Regions from separate parts of the Danio rerio genome. Here regions 2 and 3 are each linked to region 1. Evidence: chromatin contacts called from public Hi-C and HiCAR-type data. All regions are on one chromosome and are shown on one strand. Each heading gives the region's core, a stretch centred on a gene start, on an enhancer-like site or on the middle of the called end of the contact. The rest is flanking DNA. Distances are from core to core; before and after follow the strand shown. Region 1 holds the start of mrps16 (mitochondrial ribosomal protein S16). Region 2 holds the start of park7 (parkinson protein 7). Region 3 holds the start of tas1r3 (taste receptor, type 1, member 3).

The links. A called contact is a pair of places that touch in the nucleus more often than the background predicts. HiCAR-type assays count read pairs that join an accessible place to other places.
Region 2: a contact with region 1 is called in a HiCAR-type map of caudal fin, with 5 times the contacts expected there. The contact joins the promoter of park7 here to the promoter of mrps16 in region 1. A contact is called at or near these places in 6 of 18 Hi-C or Micro-C datasets (caudal fin, embryo, hematopoietic stem cells and 1 more) and 2 of 4 datasets of contacts at active chromatin or transcription factors (caudal fin and embryo).
Region 3: a contact with region 1 is called in a Hi-C map of an unstated tissue, with 2.5 times the contacts expected there. The contact joins the promoter of tas1r3 here to the promoter of mrps16 in region 1. A contact is called at or near these places in 2 of 18 Hi-C or Micro-C datasets (caudal fin and an unstated tissue).

Annotation. Positions count from the first base shown.
Region 1 is chr11:43,561,641-43,565,010 of GRCz12tu, forward strand. It overlaps mrps16 (mitochondrial ribosomal protein S16), which reads right to left and starts at 1,539. Exons shown (of 4, transcript NM_001006030.1): 1 at 1,436-1,539; 2 at 864-890. The coding sequence starts at 876. The region is part of intron 2 of LOC141376673 (a long non-coding RNA gene); the gene reads left to right.
Region 2 is chr11:43,778,436-43,781,805 of GRCz12tu, forward strand. It overlaps park7 (parkinson protein 7), which reads left to right and starts at 1,885. Exons shown (of 6, transcript NM_001005938.1): 1 at 1,885-2,032. The coding sequence starts at 1,943.
Region 3 is chr11:43,392,425-43,395,794 of GRCz12tu, forward strand. It overlaps tas1r3 (taste receptor, type 1, member 3), which reads right to left and starts at 1,768. Exons shown (of 9, transcript NM_001039628.1): 1 at 1,755-1,768; 2 at 1,483-1,683. The coding sequence starts at 1,768. All of the region lies in intron 3 of LOC137496731 (a long non-coding RNA gene), which reads left to right.

The sequences.
Region 1 (3,370 bases), core at 289-2,788:
TTTGTCTTGCTCGCACAAGCTTTTTCAAATCTGCCCACAAATTTTCTATAGGATTGAGATCAGGGCTTTGTGATGGCCACTCCAAAACATTCACTCTGTTGTCCTTAAAACACATTTGAACTAATTTGGCAGTATGCTTAGGGTCATGGTCTGTTTAGAAGACCCATTTGTGGTCAAGTTTTAATTTCCTGGCTGATGTCTTGAGATGTTGCTTCAGTATTTCTACATAATGTTCTGTCTTCATGATGCCATCTATGCTGTGAAGTGAACCAGTCCCTCCTGCAGCAAAACAGCCCCACAACATGATGCTGCCGCCCCCATACTTCACAGTTGGGATGGTGTTCATAGGCTTGTAAGCTTTCCCTTTTGTCCTCCAAATGTAACACTGGTCATTATGGCCAAACAGTTTAATCTTAGCTTTATCAGACCACAGGACATGTCTCCAAATATTAACCTTTTCCCAGTGTAATTTAGCAAATTGTAATCTGGCTTTTTTGTTGATTCTGGCTTGTGGATTTTTCCATGTTGTCACACAAGGAAGCAGTGTGTTTGAGGTTTTCCTTAAATATTATTCTACAGTTGTGCCTCACATTAACTCAAATGTGGTGAATTAGCCAATCAGAAAATTTCAAAACCTTGACACCATCATCTGAGCTTTTCAGAGGCAGAATAATCATAATCATAATAAATCTCTCTTATTATTCTGCTATTAAGCCCAACAAAAAAATTGATCATCCTAACTTACCTAAAAGAGAAAAAGTTTAGTCACAATAAAATCTGATTTTTTTTTTTGTGGTTATGTGCCTTTTTATACAATGTATGTAAACTTCTGCTTTCAACTGTATTGCATCAATAATACTTACATAAATGGACCATTATTGACAGATTCTCTGTAGACAAAAAAAAAAAAAAAAACATGTTAGTAAATAGAAAATAATTTATATAATACCATAAGTGAAAAGTCTTTTAAATTAGATTTTAACCTAGTATTCAATAATTTAATATGAGATATCCCACATCTAAAATACTATAGCAACTTTACTACAGTATGGCTCAAAAAACAGTAGTATTTAAGTATGTGTATTAATCTGCTGTGTTTTTCGATATTTTCTATAGTATAACAACAACTATAGTAATATAAACAAGTTACCCAATACTGTACATTGTACATATATTATACTCCACAGTTTAAAACTAAATTATACAACATTATTTATTGCAATCCGTTCACTATAGTGCATACATATTAATGCTGTCGCATTCATTAACAGAGTTGTAGAAACTGTTATATAGGCCTAGAGTATAACTACTTTACTATAGTATGGATCAAAGCTCTAGTGTTTGCTATAAATTACAATAACGGAGCATGATTTCATGTGGGATGAAGGCACGGAGCAGCGGTAAAACGCATTTGCCTATATAAAAAAACACATACCTTATAAATTCGGTAACTGCATGTAGAATTGTTAGGGAATATAAATATTATGTTTTGAAGTATCGCCCAAATAAAGCCAACTACATAAAGAAAGTCAACAACATGACATTCGCAAGGGCGCCGACATGTTTTTCTGCTGAACCGGAAGCGTATTTGTTGATACTACTATGGGGAAAAGTCTAGATTGGATACAGCTGCGGAAACGCGCGTCAATATCGCATTATTTTTGTGATAGTGTATAACAATAATTAATATTTTTACAGTACTGTAATGGTTGGGTTTAAAGTTGAGGTAAGGGTAGACGTTAAAAAAGAAGGTTAATTGGGTAATTTATTAAATAACATCAACAATACTCGATGCAATACTGTTTTTACATTACTGTGACGGTAGGATTTAGGATTAGGGTAAGGGGAAACGTTAACAAAATACAATAAATTTGTAAATCTTATAAACAATTCTTATTCGCAACTGTATCTGATCTAGCAACAATCATACTATGGTAAAGGCTTTGCGCATGAATATTAAGTAGGTCACGTCAGCACGTTCTAGTAGTCTGCGCCGCGTCAACAGTAGATGTAATGCCGCAATTTCAGTCACTAGATGGCGGTTTTGTTCTACGAAGATCTGTCTTGTGTTTTGAAGATATCAATAGTAGGTAGTTAATTTGTTCTGACTTAAGCTGCATTATTTATCCTCGTTATCATCAACTAAAACATCAAACTAGCATGGAGATTCTAAGCTAGTGTTTATGATGACATTACATTTTTACTTTAACAAAGCAATGTTTTGTGAATGCTACTATAATTAAGCATACAAGGAAGTGAAGAAATTAACGGTGTATAGACAGATGCTTCACAGTACTGGGATGCAGGGCAAGCCAAATGCATCTTCTATGGTGGATCAGCAGAGAAAGTTGGACTGAAAACTCCCATTCTCTTCACTTTCGGCTGATGCTCTTGTGAAGATCTCATGCTCCTGTGGACCATAAGACAAGCTTTTACAGCCATAATCATCCGTGACTGTCCTGTAGAGCTTGTTCAGATGATCAGATAACACAGCAGAAAAAAGAGAAGTCCTCACTTAAGGACAAGGTCTGTGTAAGACAACAAGCAGAAGCAAGATCTTGATATTAACTATTACAACAAGGATATCAGTTATAATTTGTAAATGACTTGTCTAAAATACTTGATTATGTTACTTTTAAACAGTTAATCGGTAATGAAACCCCAGGAGAGATAGACATGTGTCTGTTTTTGGAAACTGAGATGTATAAATCACCTCAAAGCTGTATAAATAGTATTTTCATTGCAATATGTCTAAATATTGCAAAAATATCTACTGTATATAATATATCAAAACTCAATGTCTGATTAGTAATGTGCATTGTTAAAAGCTTAATTTGCTTAACTTTAAAAGCCATTTTCTCAATATTTAGATTTTGTTAACCCTCAAGTTCCAGATTTTAAAATATTATAAATATTATTTATACAGCTTTCTGGTGATTTGTAAATGAATTGTGTTACTCTTAAACAGGTCATCGATATGTTGGTTATGTCATGGTTCAGGATTGGTAGAGCTACGCATCGATGAATTGGCTCTTCAGTGTTTGAACTCTTAGTAATGATTAAATCACACTGAACTGAGCTAAACTGAACTGAACTGAACTTAAACACTAAAACCTGAACCACACTGTTCCAGTTACTATGACCATTTATGTGAAGCTGCTTTGACACAATCTACATTGTAAAAGCGCTATACAAATAAAGCTGAATTGAATTGAATTGAATCGATAAGGAGACCCCAGGAGAGACAAAATTGTGTCTGTTTTTGGAAACTGAGGTCTATAAATCACCTGAAAATTGTATAAATCAGTGGTTCTCAAAGTTTTTTCACCAATTACCTCCTCAAAAAACAATTGTCTCTCAAAGTACCACC
Region 2 (3,370 bases), core at 635-3,134, 220 kb after region 1:
TTTGTGTTTTCCGTACTGTTTCAACTTTTTCTGATTTGAGGTTGTAATAAATAGCATAATTGTCGTTAACTACTGGCCGCAGCTCTAAGGTTGTCCATTGCTGCAGTCCAATTTGTTATTGGGATACATCCACAGCAGGAAGTTAACAATAATTTCTATACGGTCTACACGGTAGCTCAGAGGTTAGCACGATGACCTCTTGACAAGAAGGTCACTGGTTCGAGTCCCGGCTGGATAAGTTGGCATTTCTATATGGAGTTTGCATGTTCTCCCCGTGTTGGTGTGGGTTTCCACTGGGTGTTTTGGTTTTCCCCACAGTCCAAACACATACGCTATAGAAGAATTGAATAAACTAAACTGGCCGTTGTGTATGACTATGAGTGTGTATGGGTGTTTCCCAGTACCGGAAGGGCATCATGGATACGAAAAGGAAGTCAATTTGCCCAAGAGTGTATTGTTTAAGGTTTTGAAAAATTACAATGACACATATGACACATTTGACACATATTCCCAAAATATGTGTCAAAATAAGAGTTGTCACCAAAAATTATTCCATTTACTGAAACAAAGATGTGGCCAAATTAAGACTCAAAATCAGCCCTGAGTGGATGAAAACAACAACATTCATGATTTTAAAAAGTGTTGTGCACAAATTGATTTTATTAAAATGATTTCTGAAGGATCTATGACAATATGAATAGTTTTTCTGGAGTAGCATTTTTATTTGTTCGTAAATGTTAATTCCTTCATCTTTCAAATTGTTCTTTATCTGGATTGAAATGAACACGTTCATCCTAAAATGCATTTGAAATGACGATAAAATTGTCTTCAGAGGCAAATTTACTGTTACTAATACATGATGGCGAAGATGAGGCCGTTTCAAGCCCATCAACAAGCAAGTGCATCTGAAAAAAAGGTCTCCAGCGTCCTCTAGTGGCCGAAGATCTGCATTTCTTTAAAATGGCCTGCATTTTCTTTACAGTGAAATTGTTCAGAATTAAAAACTATTTTTATTTTATTTTCATTCATTAATTTTCTTATCGACTTAGTCCCTTTATTAACTGGGAAACACCCACACACTCTTGTATTTACACACATTCACAAAGGACAATTTAGTCTATTACATATAGCGCATGTGTTTGGACTGTGCAACATGCAAACCCACACAGGAATGCCAACTGACCCAACTCGAGCCGGCGACTTTCTTGCTGTGAGGCGATTATGCAACGATTGACGCCCCTTTATTTTATTTTATTTTATTTTATTTTATTTTATTTTATTTTATTTTATTTTATTTTATTTTATTTTATTTTATTTTATATAGTCAGTGCAGGTCAAAAAAACTGCATGTTTTTTAATGTCTAAGTAAATATCCAAAATATTAATTTAAGTGTTTTATCAACTCTATTTATTATTTTGTGTCTGTAGATTTCAGTTGAAATACATATTTCGATTGACTTATTAAAATAAATTAAAGCAACATAAAATATTTGTTGTCTTGAATTTTTGTCATATTTTAGTGTAGAAGTTACAATGTACTGTTACAAACAGTGACACATTAATTTTATTTGGAATAAGAACGTTACGAGGGATTAAAATTAATAGCATATTAAGCACAACATAAACACTCCACTAAATAAACAAATTAAAATTTAAGAAAAAAATATACCCAAGTTTGACGTGGAATCAATCTCCGTTTACAGATGATTCAGTAATCAAAATAAAATCTGTTATCTTTTAATGCCTTTTTTTTCTTTGAAAAAAGAAAAAAAAAGAAAAACAACAACAAACGACCATAGAATAGCTCCTTACAAGAAGAAAACTTTTATTTTGCCTGGTAGTTCCCCATAACCCACCTACTCCCGGAAACGCCTTCCATAATAAAAGTACATGAGTGAGGTTGCATTGCAGACACGCACAGGTTATTAGACGCACGGTTATTATGGCCGGTAAAAGAGCGTTAGTGATTCTTGCGAAAGGAGCGGAGGAGATGGAGACTGTAATCCCGGTGGATGTGATGCGCAGAGCGGGGGTCTGTAGACACAAAACATTTAACTCGTGCAAATGTGTTGCCAAATGTCAATAACGTGTGTCAGTGATGTCTGTATGCAGCTGGTATGCTAATGTGTGTTGGTATTCTTAACATGCATGCATGCATTAATTAACGTTAGTGCAGTGAAGTGAAGATAATAAAGTTGTACTGTATGAATATTGCTTGTGTGCAGCGTTATGGTGGTCAGTTACTGCTGCCAGTGTGTAAATGCCAAAGTTTGCCTCTCTACAGGACACATTACATAATCACTGATTCTATGTCTTGGTCAATTTTGAGAGAAAGTTGATACTTTCATTGGTCAAATATGGCTTTAATAAATAAATAATTATATTGTTGAGCTTTTGTGCATTACATTTAGGAAAGAATCTTGAAAAACAGTCCTGTCACAGTTCTGAATTTTATGCTTCTTGGCACATAAAAAGCTGTGATTTAATTAGGATTTAAGTTTCTTTTCATTTTTTAAATATGTTTTTTTTTGTTTTAAGAAATTATTTTAATTTTCTATATTACTTTACGCACAATTAAATAGGCCACTGATTTTCCTTAATGCTATGAAATTATTATAAAGAATTGGATTTTCATCAAAACTTTATAGTGGTTATTTCAAATAATTGTGATTTAGATCAAATGACCACAGATAATTAATCAATATTTCATCAATATCATGCAGTCTTTAAGTGAATAATAGGAAAAATCATAGCATTTAAATGCATCAACAGTATATATCATCATTAGGCCCACACAGAATCTGCTGATTTTTAAGCCATCATTCAGTTTATTTATTTACTTGTGTAAATGTGTTAAATAAATATATATTTAATCAGTTTTAATATTAATTTCAGTATTATCATAGAATAAGTTGCCAATGCTTAGATAATTTATGTGCAATACAATTTGTACGCTAATATTTTCTGTCTATTAGAGGATGTGTGATATAAAAGTCGTACTTTAGCTTTCTTATACAATGCTAGTGGGTCCAATTTTGCATTTGAATTGTAAACCTTAAATAACAATTAAGAAGTTATTTTTTATTTTATGTTGTTTTTAGCCCCTATACTCTCAAAATCACTTTTCATAAATAAATAAATTAAATAATAATAAAAAAACAGAGTATTAATTTAATCTTTTTTTTTTTTTTTTTTTTGCTTAATTTTGTGCAGAAATACAGAAAAAACATTTAAGAAATCTTTCTGTCTGGCTCTGGCCATCATTACTATAGTGAAATACTATAGTATTTCACTGGAATATAGCAATTTGGTTTCTAGTCATAAATTATGTCTCATGCATGTTACATTTAATTTACAAATTCAATAAATA
Region 3 (3,370 bases), core at 518-3,017, 170 kb before region 1:
TCACTTAAATCAGTGTTTCTCAACCACTTTCCTGGAGGACCACCAACACTGCATGTTTTGAATGTCTTATTTGTCTGTCAAAGGAGCTGATGATCTGAATTAGGTGTGTTTGGTTAATGAGACACGGAAAATGTGCAGAGCTGGTGGGCCTCCAGGAACGTGGTTGAGAAACACTGACTTAAATCACCTTTTTTCCCCATTCTGATGCTCGATTTGAACTGCAGCAGATCGTCTTGACCATGTCTACATACCTAAATGCATTGAGCTGCTGCCATATAGTTGGTTGATTAGAAATTTGGGCCAACGAGCAGTTGGACAGGTGAGTACAAGTCTATGTTAGTTTAGTTTTTAAAGGAATGATTGAATTCATATATTTTTAATAGTATTTTCCCTCCCTCTGAAAGTAGAGTGTGTCGTACATGTGATTTGTCAAGCCCACTCAGAAAAATGGAGTGTTGATAAGAAAGTGTCTGGTACATAGCACAAATAATGCCAAATGTGTGATGCATTTGCCCTTAATGTGCATTATTTGCCTCAATTTCTTCTACCGCACAAGTTCTAATCATTGAAAAACATCCCGAGAGTAAACTAGAGCAAGTAACATGGTGCTTCAAGTTTGGTGTAAACCCAGCTTAACAATTGCACAATTTTTACCGGAAGCATGAGGCGTTTAAAAGAAAGTTTCTAGTGCACATGGAGAGGAGAGAGTCAGTGTGTTTCCAGTTGTTTTGTACGCTCAAGGACAGGAATGCTGGGTTCAACCCAAATACGGAATTAAGTATTAATGGGAGTAAAATACATACAAAGTCAATGCAAATGTGCAAATCGAGGTGAATTTTTGCAGCATAGACCGGACGATGTGAAATGGATGTTTGCCATGGAAATTTTTTCAGTCTCGTTCACTGTGCAAGTTCTAAATTGAGAGAGAAAAAAACATCCCGTGAGTAAACTAAAGCAAGTGACACAGTGCTTTAAGTTTGGTGTGAACTTAGCTTAATAATTGCACAATGTTTTCCAGAAAATGGAAAGTTGATAAGAAAATGTCTGGTGCATATGGAGAGAAGAAAGTGTGTGACCTACAGTTGTTCTGTCAAGCCCACTCACCTGAAGCACACTAATGCTGGGTTCACACCAAATGCTGAATTAACTATTCGTGCCCGTAAAATACATACAAAGTCAATGCAAATGTGCAATTAGAGGCAAATCATTGCCGCATAGACTGAAATTTGTGATGTGTTTGCCATGGTCTCAATCTCGTCCACCATGCAAGTTTTAATAATTGAGCTCAAGTGACAAATTTTCCTGAGAGGAAAAACATCCTGTAAGCAAGTGACACAGCTTTTCAAGTTCGAAGTGAACCCAGCTTAAGAATTGCACAATGTTTTTTTTTTTTTTCCAGAAATATGGAGAATTTATATGAAGTTGTCTGGTGCATACGGAGAGGAGAGCGTTTGTTTTATAGTGTGTCATACACAATTTTACCTGTCACACTGAAGATCATCAGGTTTCACCCGTTGGCTCAGTTCACTTGTGAGTTGGTTGATGGGAAATAGTCCTCCAATGAGAATATCTCCAGGAGATTTGAAAAAATTTGTAGTGATGTTGTTGAACCATGATGGGTTGTCGCCGAGTCCAGACCCCAGAATGCCACAGAGCACCAGAAAAGTCCACTTGTTCTTCATCCTAGAAGGTAAACAGTTTTTCACTATGACATGTAAGTGAATTAAAGCAAAATGTGAAATAGCCGCACTGACCTCAGTAGAAGCATTTCTGAGGGTCTTCTTGTTTTGATGTGATGAGATTCTCTCAGTGGCCAGTGATTATGATGGTTAAATGGTCAACCAACAACACGTACATGAGTAAAACGCCACACCCCACTGTCCTGCCATCAGCTTTCCTGTGCTTCGCATGTAAATTAGGGGTCTACATCAAGATTCATTCGGGCTTTACATGAAAATGTTTTGGTTTCACCTCAGTGTTGAAGTTGGTTTTAAATTACATTCAGTATTGAAGTATAAGAGGCTGTTTACTAGAGCTGCATCCACCTTGTGTGTGTTCTTTTGTTAATTGTTGGCTTTTTTAAATTTCTTATATTTTAATCAGTTAATTAATTATTATTAAACAATAATCATAATAATTACATTGGTTTATTTTGGTTATTTTGTGCTGCTTTTTTTTGCAAAGCTACTAAATGATTGCTTTCCAGAAAAGATTAAATAGCTTAGTATGCACTGAGTAAAAATATTTATATGTACTTACGTGTGGTTTATTTATAAACTAATTTCGAGAGGATCATGTGCTTATGATTGAACACAGCTGGTATCGCTCTATAAATTTGCACCAATCAGATACTGACACACTATAAATTACCAGAGCTTTTTACTCCAGTCATCTTCATCTTGAAGAATCCCCCTTTCCACCTACTCCTCCCCTTCTCTGATAGGGCAGCACGGTATCCCAGTGGGTAGCACTGTTGCCTCACAGCAAGAACACTGGCGTTTCTGTGCAGAGTTTGCGTGTTCTTCATGTGGGTTTTCCCCGGGTTCTCCTGTTTCCTCCCACCGTCCAAAGACATACACCATAACTGAATTGACTACTTCAAAATAACATCCCCCTAAGGCAACTCTTAGCGAGATATATCTCAGTAGTTCGCCAAAAGGGGAGTTCTCGAGAAACTCTCCTCTTGCCCTTCAAATGGGAGGGAGCCCCGGGCTCTAGGATATTCTGAGCTCAGGGCTCTCTCCGTGACAGCATGCCAAACAAGCTTTAATATCAATCATCAGCTAAGTGTGAACTCTTAAAAATACACATTTTTAATCAAACTGTGCATTTTCCAAACTGTTGTTTTTCGATGTTAAATAAACAATGGAAATGTGGCAGCATTATGCATTTAGAAATTGTGGAAATTAGAAAAATTTGTTTGTGGCTTGGATTCAAAGCACTTTCTCAAGTGTTTTGTCTCATGCATAAATAATAATGAAATAAACATTAGAGCACATATAGACCTTTGGCACACACTGTAAAAAATAGAATCTTTTTATGCATTTTTTCATAAATAAAACTGTCTAAAGTAATTTAAAATATAATATAAGATTTAATTTATACATATTAAAAATTGTAAGATTTATGTTAAATATATCAGAGATTTTTTCCCAGTACTGAGTTGCAGCTGGAAGGGCATTTGCTGTGTAAAACACATGCTGGATAAGTTGGCGATTCATTCCGCTGTGGTGACCCCTGATGAATAAAGGTAATAAGCCACAGGAAAATTAATGAATGGATGATTATCAGAGATGTTTAATTGATTAGGATGTTAGTGAATATTTGCAATATACAGAAGTTAAGACACGTATAGTTGAAGTCAGAATCA